Linked DNA regions of Sus scrofa: region 1 is linked to region 2. Evidence: chromatin contacts called from public HiChIP or PLAC-seq data. All regions are on one chromosome and are shown on one strand. The core of a region is the stretch at or near the end of the contact, and the rest is flanking DNA. Distances in the headings are between cores, read along the strand shown.

Evidence for each region. HiChIP or PLAC-seq counts read pairs in DNA pulled down with a chosen protein or histone mark.
Region 1: a contact with region 2 is called in an H3K27ac HiChIP or PLAC-seq map of alveolar macrophages. The contact joins two enhancer-like sites. A contact is called at or near these places in 2 of 47 Hi-C or Micro-C datasets (epiblast stem cells and heart right ventricle) and 1 of 2 datasets of contacts at active chromatin or transcription factors (alveolar macrophages).

What each region holds. Positions count from the first base shown.
Region 1 is chr14:108,876,194-108,881,561 of Sscrofa11.1, forward strand. The region is part of intron 1 of MMS19 (MMS19 nucleotide excision repair protein homolog); the gene reads right to left. Among named protein-coding and RNA genes, the nearest start is that of UBTD1, 6.7 kb to the right of the region's middle. Within about 2 kb of position 1,513, at least 9 of the 83 cell types and tissues checked have an H3K27ac peak or open chromatin away from gene starts, as enhancers often do. A contact at or near this core is called in alveolar macrophages, where this site is marked.
Region 2 is chr14:109,033,428-109,039,207 of Sscrofa11.1, forward strand. PI4K2A (phosphatidylinositol 4-kinase type 2-alpha) reads left to right here. Exons shown (of 9, transcript XM_001929034.6): 6 at 78-177; 7 at 1,158-1,291; 8 at 1,777-1,836. Among named protein-coding and RNA genes, the nearest start is that of AVPI1, 16 kb to the right of the region's middle. Within about 2 kb of position 2,119, at least 2 of the 83 cell types and tissues checked have an H3K27ac peak or open chromatin away from gene starts, as enhancers often do. A contact at or near this core is called in alveolar macrophages, where this site is marked.

The DNA.
Region 1 (5,368 bases), core at 263-2,762, 160 kb before region 2:
TCCAGGAAGCCATGGTTCCTATCTTTTATTGGAGAACGGTATTAAAAACCAAGAACTGGGTGTAGCTGTGCTTGCTGATAGTGGGATATCATTGCTTCTAAGCCCTCCTAAACAGACACAACTGGGAAATATACATGTGTATTCTAACCCAGGTATACACACATATATATCATTATTTCTGTATCTATCCATATACATTAAACTAAACATATGATCGTGTTAGAATCTCCAACTCTAATCAGTACCACAGGGTTCATTCTAGCCTGCCTCCCAGTTTATTTGTAATTTGTTTCTCTGACAGAGAGAAACCTGACTCCCATTATCTACCATTTATTATTCTTTCCAACCCTAGTATAGCTGTAAATTACTTTCAGAATTGTCAACTTTTTGTCTTTTTAGGGCTGCACCCGCGGCATATGGAGGTTCCCAGGCTAGGGGTCAAATCGGAGCTACAGCTGCCAGCCTATATCACAGCCACAGCCATGCCAGATCCAAGCTGCACCTGCAACCTACACCACAGCTCACGGTAACGCCGGATCCTTAACCCACTGAGTGAGGCCAGGGATCGAAACCTGCGTCCTCATGGATGCTGGTCAGATCCATTTCTGCTGAGCTACCATGGGGACTCCAGAACTGTCAGCTTCTGTGTATAAGCAGAGTATAGTATTTACATATACTTTTATCTTTAGCCTTATAGTTTCCAGACAAAATTCTTTTCCAAAGTCATTCAGATCAGCTTCCCGCCCCCCACCCTCTTTAGTAAGGTTATGTCATACGCTGGAAATACAAAATATAGTAAATTCATTTGTCACAGTCTGCATACCATCTTGGGAAGGAAGGGAGATTTCTCACTGTGGATCCTTCTGCACCTTTTGAATGTTGTTCCATGTGAGTGTATGACTTATTTTTGAAAATATAATTTTAACAGCACACCGGAAATTCACACAGATCTAACAGAAACATCTTAGGATAAATTTTCAAGGCAGAAGCAAAGACTAAAAGGTTATCAATCTTCCTAAGAGTCTGATTAACATAGAAAAGTTTTCAGAGTTCCCACTGTGGATCAGCAATAACAAACCTGACTAGTATCCGTGAGGACTCGGGTTCAATCCCCGGCCTTGCTCAGTGAGTTAAGGATCTGGTGTTGCTGTGAGCTGCTGTGTAGGTTTCAGGCACAGCTTGGATATGGTGTGGCTGTGGCTGTGGTGTAGGCCAGCAGCTATAGTTCTGATTCAACCCCTAGCCTAGGAACTTCCATGTGCCACGGGTGCAGCCCTAAAAAGACAAACAAACAAAACCACAGAAGAGTTTTAGCTCAATAAGATGTGGCAATCAGGGAATTACTGCCGCAGGCTGCTCTGGATCCCCAGCCACCCACCTCTAAACACAAGACCTAATTAGTCAGTTCTCGCCAACACCAGACTTTGGCTAAAGTCAAAAAGAATCTTGAGAAAACTCCTAAACTTCCAGTTCCCCTTAAGTCTGTGGTCTCTGAACAACAGCTGTGAACTGAGCTGGGAGGGGCACAGTCTGGTACTAGAGCAAGAAGTCCAATCTGACTAAAGAAGGGAGCGCTCTAGTTGGGATTCATAGCTCGTGACTGGCACCAATTTAGACATCAGGCACTCTTAGCCTTACTCGTGCCAGGATGTGGAAGGCCCAGCTGCTGCCCCTGCTCCTGAGAAAGAGCAAGGGAAAAAATGTGCAAGCTGTGGGGTGGGGGAAGGGTCAGCAGCTGACTAACAGGACAAACCAAGGCACCCAATTCCTTAACGGCAACACTTAAGTGAAGAGAGACATTTCTGGGTTACAAACATTAAAAGAGTGTTCCACCATTGAGAGGGTAGCAGAGGGTGCTTTTCTGGAAGCTCCTGGCCAGAACTCAGGAAACTCTGCTGAAAAACCCATCTAAAAACTAAGTTCAGGAGTTCCCATTGTGGCTCAGTGGTTAATGAATCCGACTAGGAACCATGAGGTTGCAGGTTTGATCCCTGGCCTTGCTCAGTGGGTTAAGGATCTGGTATTGCTGTGAGCTGTGGTGTAGGTTGCAGATGTGGCTTGGATCCCTTGTTGCTTTGGCTCTGGCATAGGCTGGCGGCTACAGCTCTGATTCGACCCCTAGCCTGGGAACCTCCATATGCCACGGGAGTGGCCTAAGAAATGGCAAAAAGACAAAAAATAAAATAAAAAAATAAATAAAAACTAAGTTCAGGAATTTCCTGTTGTGGCTTAGTGGGTTAAGAACCCAACTAATATCCATGAGGATGTGGATTTGATTCCTGGCTTGGTCAAGTGGGTTAGGATCCAGCATTGCTGCAAGCTGTGGTATAGGTCACAGATGAGGCTCTGAACCAGTGTTGCTGGGCCTGTGGTGCAGGCCTCAGCTGCAGCTCTAATTTGACTCCTAGCCCAGGAACTTCCATATGCTGCAGGTGCAGCCATATAAACAAAGAACAAAACAAAAAGACCTCCTAATTTCAGTAGCAGCCACAAGAGTGTTAACAATTTTACAGGAAGCCATAGGGAACTGATAACTGTTAGTAGCAAAGAATATTACTGAACGGAATCATTCTTCTTTAGCAATACTATCAAACTCCTCTGGATGCTGGGCCAGGGTCTCTCTTTGGAAATACCTCAAGTGCTATTAAGACAAATACCAGGGAGTTCCTGTCGTGGTGCAGTGGTTAACGAATCCGACTGGGAACCATGAGGTTGCGGGTTCGGTCCCTGCCCTTGCTCAGTGGGTTAACGATCCGGCGTTGCCGTGAGCTGTGGTGTAGGTTGCAGACGCGGCTCGGATCCCGGGTGGCTGTGGCTCTGGCGTAGGCCCGTGGCTACAGCTCCGATTCAACCCCTAGCCTGGAAACCTCCATATGCCGCGGGAGCGGCCCAAGAAATAGCAACAACAACAGCAACAACAACAACAAAAAAAGACAAAAAAAAAAAAAAAAGACAAATACCGGGAGTTCCTGTCGTGGCGCAGTGGTTAATGAATCCGACTAGGAACCATGAGGTTGCGGGTTCGGTCCCTGGCCTTGCTCAGTGGGTTAAGGAGCCGGTGTTGCTGTGAGCTGTGGTGTAGGTTGCAGACGTGGCTCGGATCCCATGTTGCTGTGGCTCTGGCACAGGCCGGTGGCTACAGCTCCGATTCGACCCCTAGCCTGGGAACCTCCATATGCCGCAGGAGCGGCCCAAGAAATAGCAACAACAACAACAACAAAAAGACAAAAGACAAAAAAAAAAAAAAAAAAAAAAAGACAAATACCGAATAGGGTCCAATCAGTCATGTCTAATTTTTTCATTTAAAAAACTGAGGTACAGGAGTTCCTGTCGTGGCTCAGTGGTTAATGAATCCAACTAGGAACCATGAGGTTGCGGGTTCCATCCCTGGCCTTGCTCAGTGGGTTAAGGATCCAGCGTTGCCGTGAGCTGTGGTGTAGTTGGAAGATGTGGCTCGGATCTGGCGTTGCAGTGGCTGTGGTATAGGCTGGCGGCTATAGCTCCAATTCGACTCCTAGCCTGGGAATCTCCATGTGCTGGGGGTGCGGCCCTAGAAAAGCCAAAAAACAAAACAAAACCAAAAAAAACACAAACCCCAAAAAACTGAGGTACAATTTATACACAGTGAAATGCACAGTGAAGTGAGTAATTTGATTAGTTTTAACGAAAGTATATCCAGGGTAACCAACACCCCAATCAAGATACAGAATATTTCCATCACCAGAGAAAGTTTCCACATGCTCCCAACCAATCTCAAGCCTATACGTTGCCTCAAATTTTATAATGGAAAAGACTTCTTCATTCAGTATACATCATTATGAAACTGGCTGCTTTATAATTACAAAGAAACAGCCATTTGCATGCGATTTTTTCTTTCTTTTTTTCTTTCATTTTTGGCCACCCCTTGGCATATGGAGCTCCAGGGACAGGATCAGATGTGAGCCGTAGTCAAGACCTAAGCTTCAGCTGTGGCAACGCCAGATCCTTAACACACTGTGCCAGGCTGGGGATCGAACCCGAGTCCCAGCACTCCCGAGACGCTCCTGATCCCATCGTACCACAGCAGGAGCTCCTGCGTGTGACTTCTTGAATCCCAGAATACGAGTGAAATCTCCTGGCAAAACCCTTTAGTTTTCATACTTTCCCAAAGATTCCATCTTGAATTAATGCAGCATAAACATAAAAGAAAAGTGAAGTACAAAAGTCATACAAAATTAGGAGAAAATGACGAGATAATAGAACTAATTCCAAGAGTAAATAAGTAAGGTGGCAAAAAACTAGGATCGTTATTTTGAAGATGTTTTCGCAAAGGTGACTAACATTTTCTGTTGAGCTTATCTTAGAAATGTCAAATTTTCATCTTTTCCTTTTCATCCCATAACCAGACAATACAGGAACAGCCATCAAAATACGTTTTAGTGTTATGAAAATGTTCTGGAATTTTTAGACAATGGTGATGTTGCAAAATCTTGTGAATACGCTAAAAGCCATTTATTTGTATACTTAACATGGTAACAGTGGTGAATTATATGTCCATTTTTAAAAAAAGCCTTCTGATCCATCCATAATCTACCCTCTCTAAAATGCGCAATTACTTCCCTCACCAGTCTCGTCAATCTCCATCCATTTGCTTCTGACTGCCTAAGACCTGATTCCTTAGCTTGATGTCCTTCGTGATTTAGCCCTCAATCCCCTCTGGCCTCACCTTTTATCATAACTCCTAACATTCAATGACAAGAAATCACAATACGTCAAGCTCTTCCATATTCTTTTGTCTTTTTTTTTTTTTTTTTTTTTTGGTCTTTTTGCCATTTCTTGGGCCACTCCCACGGCATATGGAGCTTCCCAGGCTAGGGATCAAATTGGAGCTGTAGCCGCTGGCCTACGCCAGAGCCACAGCAACGCGGGATCCGCATCTGCGACCTACACCACAGCTCACGGCCACGCCAGATCATTAACCCACTGAGCAAGGCCAGGGATCGAATCCACAACCTCATAGTTCCTAGTTGGATTCGTTAACCACTGAGCCATGACGGGAACGCCAAGCTCTTCCATATTCTTAAGCCTGGAAACATTCTCTTGGTTTGGCGTGCCTCTTTCCTGACCTTGTCAGCCTGAGGAACTCCAACTGTTCAAAACCTATCTCAGGAGTTCCTGTTGTAGCTCAGCAACACAGAGCCTGACTAGTATCCATGAGGATGTGGGTTTGATCCCTGGCCCCACCCAGTGGGTTAAAGATCTGGTGTTGCCGTGAGGTGCGGTGTAGTCCACAGACGCAGCTTCAATCTGGCGTTGCTGTGGCAGTGGTGCAGGCTGGCCGCTGCAGCTCTGATTCGACCCTTAGCCTGGGAACTTCCATATGCCTCAG
Region 2 (5,780 bases), core at 869-3,368:
GGGATGCTTTGCTACTACTTTAAAGGGCCTGAGGCAAACGGGGCTCTATAAATATTTAGTCTCTCCTTGCTCTTCAGGACACAGACTGGGTGGTGGTGAAGGAGCCTGTTATCAAGGTGGCTGCCATAGACAATGGGCTGGCTTTCCCCCTGAAGCATCCTGACTCCTGGAGGGCATGTAAGTCTCAAGACCACTGTGGTCTGTGGCTCTTTTCTTGCTTGGTCTGTTTTATCTGTGCAATGGATATAAAAAGATGTCTATCACAGGATTGTTCTAAGAATTAATGAAATACTGCAGTTCATGCGCTTGAGCACAGTGACTGACGCATCCATAATGTAAGATACTTTGAAAATTTTCACCTTATGTTATTCCCATTAGAAGCATAGGGTTGAGTTTTTGCATCTCTGCTTTGCATTTTTATTCCTTCTGAGGACTGCCTTACTGTAATTTATTCTTTTTGTTTCTTTTCTTTTTGTCTTTTTAAGACCGTACCCCCAACATGTGGAAGTTCCCAGGCTAGGGGTCGAATCAGAGTTGCACTTGCTGACCTGTGCCACGGCCACAGCAACTCGGGATCCAAGCCACTTCTGTGACCTACACTACAGCTCTCGGCAACACCAGATCCTTAATTCACTGAGCGAAACCAGGGATCGAACCCGAGTCCTCATAGATACTGGTCGGGTTCGTTTCTGCTGAGCCATGACGGGAACTCCTACCTACGTTTCTAAATGTAAGCTGCTGTCAGTGTTTTATCTTTGTTGTCGATATCCTGAAAGACAGCCCCTGCCCCATTATAACTGAGACACTTTGGGAAAGGGAGAGGTACATGTAGGGGTCACTAGCCCCTTTGCAGTACTTGTTTGTCTTTTTAGAAAGAGCACCTCAATGTTTCAGTGGCATGTAATTGCTTTCTAGTGGAAAGTCATAGAATGTCTAGAAAAAGAGCATAGGCTCAGGGATTAGGCAGACTTGGGTTTGAATTTTAGTTTCACCACTTACTGTGTAACCTCAAGGGTTAACAGCCCTTATAACTTCTTTTCTGTTGTGTCTCAAATAAGAGGAGTGCCCTGCTTTGCCATTGCTCTGACAGGGGGAGGAAATAGATGGGCAGGGACTTTTTAAACACCAGCTTTGCTTTTGACTTTCCCTCTTTTCAGATCCTTTTTACTGGGCCTGGTTGCCCCAGGCAAAAGTCCCATTCTCTCAGGAGATCAAAGATCTGATTCTTCCAAAGATATCGGACCCTAATTTCGTCAAGGACTTGGAGGAGGACCTATATGAACTCTTCAAGGTTAGCCCTGGGAACCTCAGCCTTATAACCGTATGAAAGAAAGAATTCCAGTGGTTTTTCTAATTGGTCCTGATACAAGCCCAGAGAAAATGGAAACACCCTTCTGGCTTGTGTTAGCCAGCGAAGAACATTATTCCCCCCTGTGGACAGCAAGACCTAGCTTGGATTGGTTTGAAAAAAATTGGCATCTGTGCTGCATCCCACTGATGTGTATCGTGGGACTATGGCTGCAGTGGACCTGCAGAGCTCATTTTCAAACGGAGCGTGCCTGGGGTTCTTTAGCATTAATGATGAGACTGAGGTCAAGATATTTACTTGTTCTCTATTTCCCCATCTCTGAAACAGGGAGTTCTGGGGTGGCAGTTAACCTCACTAAGCCTTCTAAGCCTCATGAAGGTTTTCTTTACTAGGAAGTTTCTAATTGGAGGAGGAAAGCTGGTTCTGGAAAACTCATGCAGGTTTCCGCTCCTGCCTTTCTTTTGCAGAAAGATCCCGGTTTCGATAGGGGCCAGTTCCATAAGCAGATTGCCGTCATGCGGGGGCAGGTAAGCCTCGGATAGTCCCATCCCTGGGCTCTCTCCGAGAGGGTTATATGCTCATGTTGGGTAAATGCGTAGAGCTTGTGTTGTACACCCATTGCCGTCTATACCGTATATATTTGTGACTCTGCCTTAACACCTGGGGGAGGAAAGGTAGCCGTCCCAAAGCTCCCACCTCTTCCACGGTATCTGGTGCTTGGTGAACCACTTACTATGTGCTTAGCTCTGTGCCAGTTCCTTGCTAGGTTTCTCTGGTGGACTCTGTCCTCAAATTGCTCAAGGCAGGCTGTATGCCTTGGTGGTTAAGAGCTAGGCTCTGGAGTCAGACTTCTGCTTCACCACTTCCTAGCACCATGACCTTGGGCAAGAGCCTCTGTTTCCGCGTTTATAAAATAGGACAGTAATAATACTTTGCAGAGTTGGCCAAAAGTTTACATGAGACATTGTATATCAGGTGTTCAGGAAAAACAATGCCTGGCTCATGGTAAGCACTCAGACGATGGCCAAGGTTACAATTTTTGTCATTACAGTTATAAGTCATATTATTACTTCTTTTTCCATTTCACCTTCAAAGAGAGCCAAGGAAACCCCAGGGCATTGTTGATCTTGCAAAGCATACTAATGAATAACTTGAAAAATTGTCTTAAGACTCTGTAGGACACTGACATTCTGCTTATTAGTTTGACATATTCTTTTTTTGTTTGTTTTTTGTTTTTATTTTGACATATTCTTTTTTTTTAATAATTTTTTTAATTTTCCCACTGTACAGCAAGGGGGTCAGGTTATCCTTACATGTATACATTACAATTACATTTTTTCCCCCACCCTTTCTTCTGTTGCAACATGAGTATCTAGACAAAGTTCTCAATGCTATTCAGCAGGATCTCCTTGTAAATCTATTCTAAGTTGTGTCTGATAAGCCCAAGCTCCCGATCCCTCCCACTCCCTCCCCCTCCCATCAGGCAGCCACAAGTATTTTGACATATTCTTAAGAGAGCTAGGATGATGGAGTTCCTGTTATGGCTCAGCAGAAACGAATCTAATATCCATGATGATGCAGGTTTGATCCCTGGTCTTGATCAGTGGGTTAAGGATCCAGCATTTCTGTGAGCTGTGGTGTAGGTTGAAGATGTGGCTCGGATCTGGCATTGCTGTGGCTGTGGCTGTGGCCAGCTGCTACAGCTCCTATTTGACCCCTAGCCTGGGAACATCCATGTGCCGTGGGTGCAGCCCTGAAAAAAAAAAGAGAGAGAGAGGGACAGCTAGGATGGCTAGCGGTTAGAGCACAAACTGGTCAGAATGCCTGGTTTGAATCCTGGTTCTGCCACTTACTAGCTATGAGGTCCTGGATGAGTTACTTAATCTGCCCTCTTTTTAGATTCTCCGTCTGTCACATGGGATTAATAACAGCACCTCAAAGGGTTATCATCAGATAAATGATTGAAGTTGGAGTAGTGCTGGTGTGTTGAAGTACTCAATGTGGGTTAGCTCTTTTATTATAATTCTGTACACAGCTTCTCACATCTTTAAACGACAAGAAGGCTTTCTTGGTCGTAATGAAACAGTTACTTCTTTCTACCATCTAGTGAAAAGCTTCTGGTAAGGGCAGCTCTTGAGCTTACTGAGCCTGTTTTCCCTAGAAATGGGACAGACAGAGGTTTTAAAGAGCTGCAGTTATTTTAGTTGCCAGAATACCACTAATGTGGTCTTCCTACATTTCCCAAATAATGTAAGGGCCCAGCTAGGCTGGCAGAATTTTTAGAAACCTTAAAAGCTACATGATGTACTCTGGCATCACGGGGACTCAGCATAAAGGAATAAACTTCTCAAGTTTATGTAGGCTGTACCTCTGTCCCTGTTGTAGTGTCTTCTCTAATCCCTTCCCAACTCCAGTCCCTTGCCAACAGCATAGAAACTTCCTCTCGTTATATTTAGCTAGGGCCCTTATCTAGAGCGGCAAAAGGTGGGATGGGGGTTGTGTGTGGTTGAGAGAGTGCAATTTTAGCTTTCTTTCCATCTTGTGCTCCTTGTCTTTTTTTTTTTTTTTTTTTTTTTTTTTTTTTTTTTTTTTAGGGCTGTACCTGTGGTATATAGAGGTTCCCAGGCTAGGAGGTCGAATCAGAGCATAGCTGCTGTCCTGCACCACAGCCACAGCAACACCAAGCCCTGTCTGCAACCTATACCACATCTCACGGCAACCCCAGATCCTTGACCCACTGCGTGAGGCCAGGGATTGAACCCACATCTTCATGGATACTAGTCGGGTTTGTTACCACTGTGCCACAAGGGGAATTCCATCCATCTAATGTCCTTTGAGGGCCTGTGGCATCTTACAACCTAGAGTGCCTGTTACTAAAACCATAAGGTGCCGTGAGTGTCCAGCTCTTCCTCCTAGCGTGTAAGCAGAAGGAAGTCACAGCCTTCTACCTGCCTGAGCCATAATCGCAGAGTGGGCCGTACAGTGGCTTACAGCCAAAGGGGAAGAATGAGGAGCCCCCAGAAAGATGGAGTTGGGTGATGGAAGTGGTTGTTCAGCATAAAAGCTTCTAACTAGGAGTTATGTAAAGAATGCAAGGTCTGGAGTTCCCGTCGTGGCTCAGTGGTTAACGAATCCGACTAGGAACCATGAGGTTGCAGGTTCGATCCCTGGCCTTGCTCAGTGGGGTAAGGAACCAGCATTGCCGTGAGCTGTAGTGTAGATTGCAGACTTGGCTCAGATCCCACGTTGCTGTGGCTGTGGTGTTGGCTGGCAGCTACAGCTCCGATTTGACCCCTAGCCTGGACCCTCCATATGCCGCGGGAGCGGCCCAAAAAATAAAACAAAACAAAACAAAAAAAAAAGAATGCAAGGTCTGAGGGAAAGCTTCTTTAGGTAACATTTTCAAAGACAGTATTTATATTTTAGCATTATGTGCCTGCTATAAATGAAACATTTCTAATGTCAATAAAGTTGAAAGAGACCAATTATTAGACACACCAATTGTTGCATTTAATTAGCTTTATCTCATATCTCCATATATTATCTACCTGAATATTATCTATCTCACTATATAATTTCTCTGTTTAAAAAAAATTTGTTTTAATTTTTTCCCTTTTTAGGGCCACATCTGTGGCATATGGAGGTGCCCAGGCTAGGGGTTGAATCAGCTGTAGCCACTGGCCTTCAACACAGCCACAGCAATGCCAGATCTGAGCCATGTCTTCGACCTACACCACAGCTCATGGCAATGTTGGACCCTTAACCCACCGAGCGAGGCCAGGGATCAAACTCGCAACCTCACGGTTCCTAGTCAGATTTGTTTCCTCTGAGCCACTATGAGAATTCCAAATTTCTCTCTTTAGATATATCTGTATTCTCTCCGTAGATAGATAGATTTTGTTTGTTAGTTTTTGGCTAAGTATTTTGAAAGTAAGTTGTAGAGAGTTTGACATTTTACCATAAAGACTTAAGCATGCTCAAGAGATGACTTCTAACCCGAAGAACTAAAGGGGAGCACAGGGAGGCCCAGCCAGGGCAGGTGTAAAATCCTGTCTCGTGAGTTGGATGGTTTCCTGCACAGTCCACCCTAATTCCATTTGAACCTCCTTTTAGTTTTCTGCCCTGGTCTTGTACTCAAGGCTCTTAGAAGCAGTGTAGGGTACTGAGAAATACAATTAAGTAAAAAAGGAGTTAATTACCAGTAGGATCTTCTTCTGATTTCTGAAACCTCTGTTCCAGGTGAATCTCTGCCTCTTTAGGGGCAGCATTTGTAGGCCAAGGATATTTGTGGCTTGAGGGCTGTGTATTGTGTGATTTGGGGGTGCCAACTAGCTTCCTTTCCCGTGTGTCCCTGGCCTGGCTGTGAAAAATCTTCAACATCCAGTGGTTTAAAGAAGGCTGTCCCAGGACTACTTCAGCTTTTGTACTGTCCTCCCAGAGAAGATAAATGATGGTGATTCTGATTTTGACA